2 separate regions of the Ovis aries genome follow, and region 2 is linked to region 1. A link is a contact called in public Hi-C data. All regions are on one chromosome and are shown on one strand. Each heading gives the region's core, a stretch centred on a gene start, on an enhancer-like site or on the middle of the called end of the contact. The rest is flanking DNA. Distances are from core to core; before and after follow the strand shown. Region 1 holds the start of LDHB (lactate dehydrogenase B). Region 2 holds the start of RECQL (RecQ like helicase).

The links. A called contact is a pair of places that touch in the nucleus more often than the background predicts.
Region 2: a contact with region 1 is called in a Hi-C map of tail adipose tissue, with 3 times the contacts expected there. The contact joins the promoter of RECQL here to the promoter of LDHB in region 1. A contact is called at or near these places in 2 of 16 Hi-C or Micro-C datasets (liver and tail adipose tissue).

What each region holds. Positions count from the first base shown.
Region 1 is chr3:194,114,236-194,117,374 of ARS-UI_Ramb_v3.0, forward strand. It overlaps LDHB (lactate dehydrogenase B), which reads left to right and starts at 1,618. Exons shown (of 8, transcript XM_027967824.3): 1 at 1,618-1,706.
Region 2 is chr3:194,272,497-194,275,632 of ARS-UI_Ramb_v3.0, forward strand. RECQL (RecQ like helicase) reads left to right here and starts at 1,541. Exons shown (of 14, transcript XM_042247435.2): 1 at 1,541-1,641. GOLT1B (golgi transport 1B) reads right to left here and starts at 1,414. Exons shown (of 5, transcript XM_004006796.5): 1 at 1,259-1,414. The coding sequence starts at 1,283.

The DNA of each region.
Region 1 (3,139 bases), core at 368-2,867:
TCCATTCCAATATTCTTGCCTGGAAAATCCCATGGACAGAGAAGCCTGAAGGAATATAGTCCATGGGGTGGCAGAGTCAGACATGACTAAGCAGCTAACACTTTCACTTTCTTCACCAAATCCTTTCTATCCCTGATCATCATGTTTCAGTGTAAACCGTGTCTTCATGGGCATCAAGGTCCTCACTAACTGGCCTCTGTAATCCTGGAGTTTGAGGTTTATCATTTTTTCTAGACACACTCTTTCTTAAGGGCTCTTTTCTTTGCATTTTTTTATTGTATTTTAGCCAAATCTCTATTACCACTTATCACATTGAATTGTAATTGGAAGAATTTGCCTACCTATCTCCTTGGAACTGGGAGCATCTCAGTGAGCACAGTGTTACACTCGTCTTTGTACTTTCCACACTTGCCACTGAGATGAAATTAAAGAATAGGATTAATGGCCATCTACCAAAAATGAATAAATAACACTAGCAAAAAAAGAAAAAAAAACCTCCCTTTCAAATGCAAGAGGTTTCTGAGATAGCTGTACCTGAAAACATGTTAATAAACACACACAACTGAATCCAAATCTCTAGGAAACTTTCACCTGCTTAATCATTCATTCACTCACTCATTCACCAACACTGTACTGAGGTGCCAGGCACGGGGCTGGGTGTTGGAGACACAGAGTGAATGAACACATGAAGCCTTGGAGTCGCTCAGGGACTAAGAGAAACTGCATTTCACTCACTAGTGGCCCAATTATATGCCCTTGAGACTATAGAGATTGGTAGAGAACTTTAAAATGCAGGCACTAGGCCTCACTGACTTCACAGGCAAGTGTGTGTGTGTGTGTGTGTGTGTGTGTGTGCGTGCACACACACACACACACACACACACATGCTCAGTTGTGTCTCCTTGTGACTCCGAGGACTGTAGCCTGCCAGGTTTCTCTGTCCAAGGAATTTTCCAGGGAAGAATACTGGAGTGGGTTGCTATTTCCATTTCCTCCTGCAAGGCACCTTTCCAACCCAGAGATCAAACCTGCTTCTCTTGCATCTCCTGTATTAGCAGGAGAATTCTTTACCGCTGAGCCACCAGTAGGTAGTTATTGCGTATTTGCTGAGTTCAGGTGGGAAAAACCCTTACATCAAAAGAACTTTATATCAGAGATGAGAAGAAATGAAAATGTAGCTTTATTTTTAAAAACATCCAGAAGCAGGAGTATTATTCCAAAGGAACCACACACACCAGCAGCATCTCAGCTTAGAAGAGTGGTCCTCTAAAGTTGACCTGGAATGCCAAAGAGAAATTTACTTCCACCGGGACTAAATTTATCCAATCAAGAGCGTGAGAGTCCAAAGGGTTGAAGACGGCCAGGTTTCAGAAATAACGCAGCCTCTCTGTGCAAGAGTCTTTAAGCCCGGAGGCTAGCAGTGATCGCGGCCGCCTTAGCGGCCAGAAGGTGACCTCCTCAATTAGGCCGAGGGAGGGCGTGGGCGCACCCTAGCCCTTGTCCTTGAAGAGGATTGAGCGAGCCGAGGGGAGGGGTGGGCGGTGCTCGGGTTTCCAATCACAATAGAGGAAGCTCGGAGGCGGCCAAGGGGCGGGTCCCTCCTGCTCTTCCTCCCTCCTTGCGGATCCTGCGCCGGAGGAGACGCACGCTGCTGACTTTGTCTTCGTGCAGCCCTTACCACTCTCTGGAGAACTTTCTCTCCCCTGGTAGGTTTCAGCTGGGACCCTGCATCCTGGCTCTCCGAAAAGACCTGGTGGGGCTGGTGCAGCAAGACTCAGGGGGGGAAGGACCAGGAAGGACATCTGAGCTCGCGGGCCTGGAGCCCTGAGCATCCGGATCGGGTTGGGGCGGGGGCCCTGCCCCGGGGCTGGGGGACCCGACGGAGCCGAGGGCCTGCGCCCGATCTCTCGGCTGTGTCGGCCGCTCATCGCAGCTCCCGGCCAGCCTGTGCGCTCCTGGGGGACGGATTCGTTGCACTTGCGGCTACATCCCGGTTCTACGTGTCCTTGATGGGTTCATGGCGGCCGCATCACCCTCGGTGCCTGCTGGCGGGCGCCCGAACACGTGCCGGAGGAGCCGCGGGAGGGAGAAGGGGCCAGGCGACCCGTGAAGCTGGGGCTGGGGTGGTTGTTGGCGCCCACCACCTCGGGCCTGGAGAAATGCCCGGCTTTTCGGGGATGAGAGTGAAGGATGATCTTGGCTCTGCCCTTGGCCTCTCCCCAGCCCTTCCTAGAGCGATGGGCCGGCTCGTTTCTGGCCTTTTTTTCCCTTGATGCTTCGGATGCTGTTTATTTACCGGCTTTGGGTGTTGAGAGTTTAGAAAGGCCTAGACTTTTCCCCGCTGGAGACCTTCTCTGGGGAGATGCGTGGTGGCTGCCTCTCCTGGTGACCTGAGCTCAGCGCTGCGGCGCGAAGAGGAAGAGGTGGCCCGTGGGCGGCCGGCAGGCACTGCGGGCTGGAGGGATGGAGCGGGGGAGGGGAGAGCCGGCTCTCAATGGAGGAATTGCAGGGCAAAAATTGGCTGTTTAAAAGGTTAGAATCGAGATAGTCTGCAAAGCGGAGCTTTGTTCTGAACTTAAGGCGCGGGTTCTTTTCTAGTGCTTTATATCCACAGAAGGGGCAGGAGCATGGGGATGAAAAATACCAAATATCGATCATTTTTACCCTGTTTTTCATTCTTTGCCCTTAAACGCCTCCACTGATCTTGAGACAGGCCTGTGTATGATATAAAACATTTTCTTGTCATGTCTTACAACCCTATTAAAGAACCCCTGTTATAGAAAAAAAAAGTTAAATCACATTTCTGTAGAAAGATCTGAAAGAAAATCTGTACTGGCTTAAGCCTCTACAGTGTCATTTCTGAAATTCCCCAGATAGTTTAAAAGGTCTGTCTGATCAACCAATCTGTATTTCTAGAGCAGTCTTTCTGGATTTTTATTTTACACTGCTTTGCTGGATCCTCTCTCTATACCTAGAAGATCTTAAACCAATTAGTGAAAATGCCATGATGAAGAGAAACTTCGTTTGTATCTAGTTCGGCAGGAGAGGCAGCATTCATTCTTCGGATTCTGCTCAACTGCTCAAAATGCAGGACGTGTAAATTTCACTACAAGGTCATCTATTTGTGGAAACATTTGCG
Region 2 (3,136 bases), core at 291-2,790, 160 kb after region 1:
ATGTAATAGGTAGTTTTATTATAACACTAAACAAACAAACAAACAAAAAACACCCCAAACATAAAAACCTACAAACAGAAAAGGACTCTATATTATCTCTGATCAGAACAGATACACCAAAATGGGCACTCAAGGTGCAGAGGCAGTTCAATCTGAGGAAGGGAGGGACCCTTCCTGGGGTGGCAGTGCGTGCAGGAGTTATAAGCAGCTTGGTGAATGAAGTTCAACTTAGTCAAGACTTGAATCCAAACCTTACGACTTCACTTTAAAATAAGCCATTTTTTAAGGAAGTTCTATTTTTTATTTCAACAGACTGTTAAATTCTTAAAAATCTTTAAAATTCAAGTAAGTTATACAGAATAAAAAAAAAAGGCATGGCAGATAAAATAAAGTGAGATTAAAAAGACTATCACTACCATCAAAAGACAGGAAGCACAGGGTTGGCAGATATGTAAATACAAAATTATTAACACTGACAAAAAGGGGTAGAAAACTACCCCTTTTATATTTCACATTGAAAGGGAAATTTTATATTGAAAGACAACAGACAGCAATATGAATCTTAGAGATAAGATAGGCTGGAGAACTCTGTAGCAGACAGAAAGATGCTAACATAATAAAACATACCACAAAGCACAACATACAATATTAACGAAAGAAGTTGTTTAACTGAACACAAAGTTTACGATTGGGAAGACAGCAGCCGGTAGAAAAGTGAAGCTATTTCAAGGGATGTTTAAAAGGTTGCTTCTAGTGGTGGCAAAAAGCAAATACTCAAAATATTTAAGCGTAAGCACATTTCCAAAAAGAGCCTATCATGGATGACATTTAAAACACGGCCTCCAAACAACCAGCAGTAACTTGTAGAGGACCCCAAGTATGTCAAGTGTAAAAATAACCCCAAGAGTGGGCCGCTGGCATCGCGCATCAAACTTTCTCTCGCGGCCGCCCGCAGGAACAAAGCGCCCATCCTCCTGAAAGAGCGGCGCGACCCCTGCGCGCTAGGCGAAAGCTCCCCCTCCCCAGCTTGGGCGTCTCCCCAGACCCCACTGACTCTCCCCTCCCGCCAGGTCCGCAGCCGCAAGTTCAGCACCCGGCTCCTCCAGGGTCCCGCAGTCCTAGCTGAGTACTGCAGGCCACCGCCCCCATCGCGGAGCTTCATTCATTGACCCGGGCAGGCGGAGGGGAAGGCGGGCGAGACCCAGACCGGGGAAGGTGTGTGCGGGGCTTGAGGCGGGGCCTCGGGGCAGGTACTTACTCTGTGTGTCCGTTAACGAGATCATGGCTGCAGAGGTGAGGGAGGCGGCAATAGCACCTCGGAGCGCCCTGGGTGTGGAGCCAAGTGGAGAGAATGAAGCCGGGAAGCAGCCCAGGCAAGAGCCGCCACGTCTTCCGGAAACACGCAGCCGCCCCCACCCTAGGTTCAAACCCGCTTCCTATTGGCTACACCTGCTCCCAACATCAACCAATAATCTCTGGTTTTGTTCAGTGACGCAAATGGTGACCACACCCCTTGACCAATAAGAGAAGGGTAGTACCTGCAATTGGTTGAAAGGACCCACCCGGAAGGGTGAATGCCCCCGGCTGGAGAGAAAGGAAAGCCTGGTGGCGGGAAGTTTTTATTGGAGTGCGGCTAAAAGGGTAAGTAGTAGACAGAGGGGGTCTTGGGGTCGGAGATCGAGGAGGGGGAATGTTTTTCTTAACTTCACCCGGGAGAGGTTCTGGGGTAACCCCTAGTTACCTCTTTGAAAGAGCTAACATTCCTTTTCCTGGCCTATGGGGAAGGCCGGTTCACTTCCTTCCACCAATGCGTTGGTGAGGGAGAAGCAGGGGCCCTCGCCCCTCTAATGGAACTCTCCGTTATCGCCCAGTTCTAGTGGAACTCGGGCCTTTAGGGGCACGTTCCACTGCGGTCGGTCTCTTTATCATCAGCTTTTTCCAGGCAGGAGACTTGGTCACCAAAGCCTTTTATTTGCAACCACTGTTTATTGGGAAAAGCCAGAGGGGACGCCTAAGCGTGACGGAGGGTTTTATTAAATTGCTGTTGTATCTAAACCGAGGTGGCGGAGAGAGGGGTGTGTGTGTGTGTTGCATCTAAACCGAGGTGGCGGAAGCGGGGGCGGGGTGTGGTGTGTGTGTGTGTCTGTTGCATCTAAACCGAGGTGGTGGAGAGAGGGGTGTGTGTGTGTGTGTGTGTGTGTGTATTGCATCTAAACCGAGGTGGCGGAGAGAGGGGTGTGTGTGTGTGTGTGTGTGTGTGTGTGTGTGTGTGTGTGTGTGTGTGTGTGTGTGTGTGTGTGTGTGTGTGTGTGTGTGTGTGTGTGTGTGTGTGTGTGTGTGTGTGTGTGTGTGTATTGCATCTAAACCGAGGTGGCGGAGAGAGGGGTGTGTGTGTGTGTGATTTAGCCTCTGGTACCTGGTGTCAAGTCCCTGGTGCCGGGAAAGATTGAGGGCAGTAGAAGAGGGCTTCAGAGGATGAGATGACTGGACGGCATCACCAGTGAACTTGGGCAAACTCTGGGAGATGGTGAGGGACAAGGAGGCCTGGCGTGCTGCAGTCCATAGGATCGCAAAGAGTCAGATATGACTGGGCGACTTGATGTCAGGCATGCATGACTGACATGAGACCTTGTAAAGTATTTCCTGAGGATGCTCCCAAAAGTTCAGATGGAGCAGAAGTAAAAACACTGAATCATGGAAGTGGTAATTAGTGAAAGTTCATTGTGTATCCACCAAAAAGACAGTTTGCCGACCAAGAGATCTCAAATTGAGACATGGAATTAGGCTCAGGGCTATGTAAAGCAGGTTGTTTAGTAAGAGGGCATTGACTGTTTATTCTTCACACTGATTGGTTGTATTAACATTTTCTTAAAAGATACGGAATTGGATAGTGGTTACCTCATAGCAAACTTGGGAAACAGTGGGAGTTTTGCTTCTGATTTCCAGAGGCAGAAAGGCGAAGTGCCCCAGGTCAAGTTAGTCTTTCAAAATAAGCTAAATTAAGCTTTGTTTGTATGGCTATGTTGGTTTTGTCTGCCCAGGGACTTTTCAAGGCTGATCTCCCTTTGTTTTGGATTTTAAACAGTGTTTAGGTATACTTCTGACAGACCTGCTATACATAGCTCATTAATTTTTG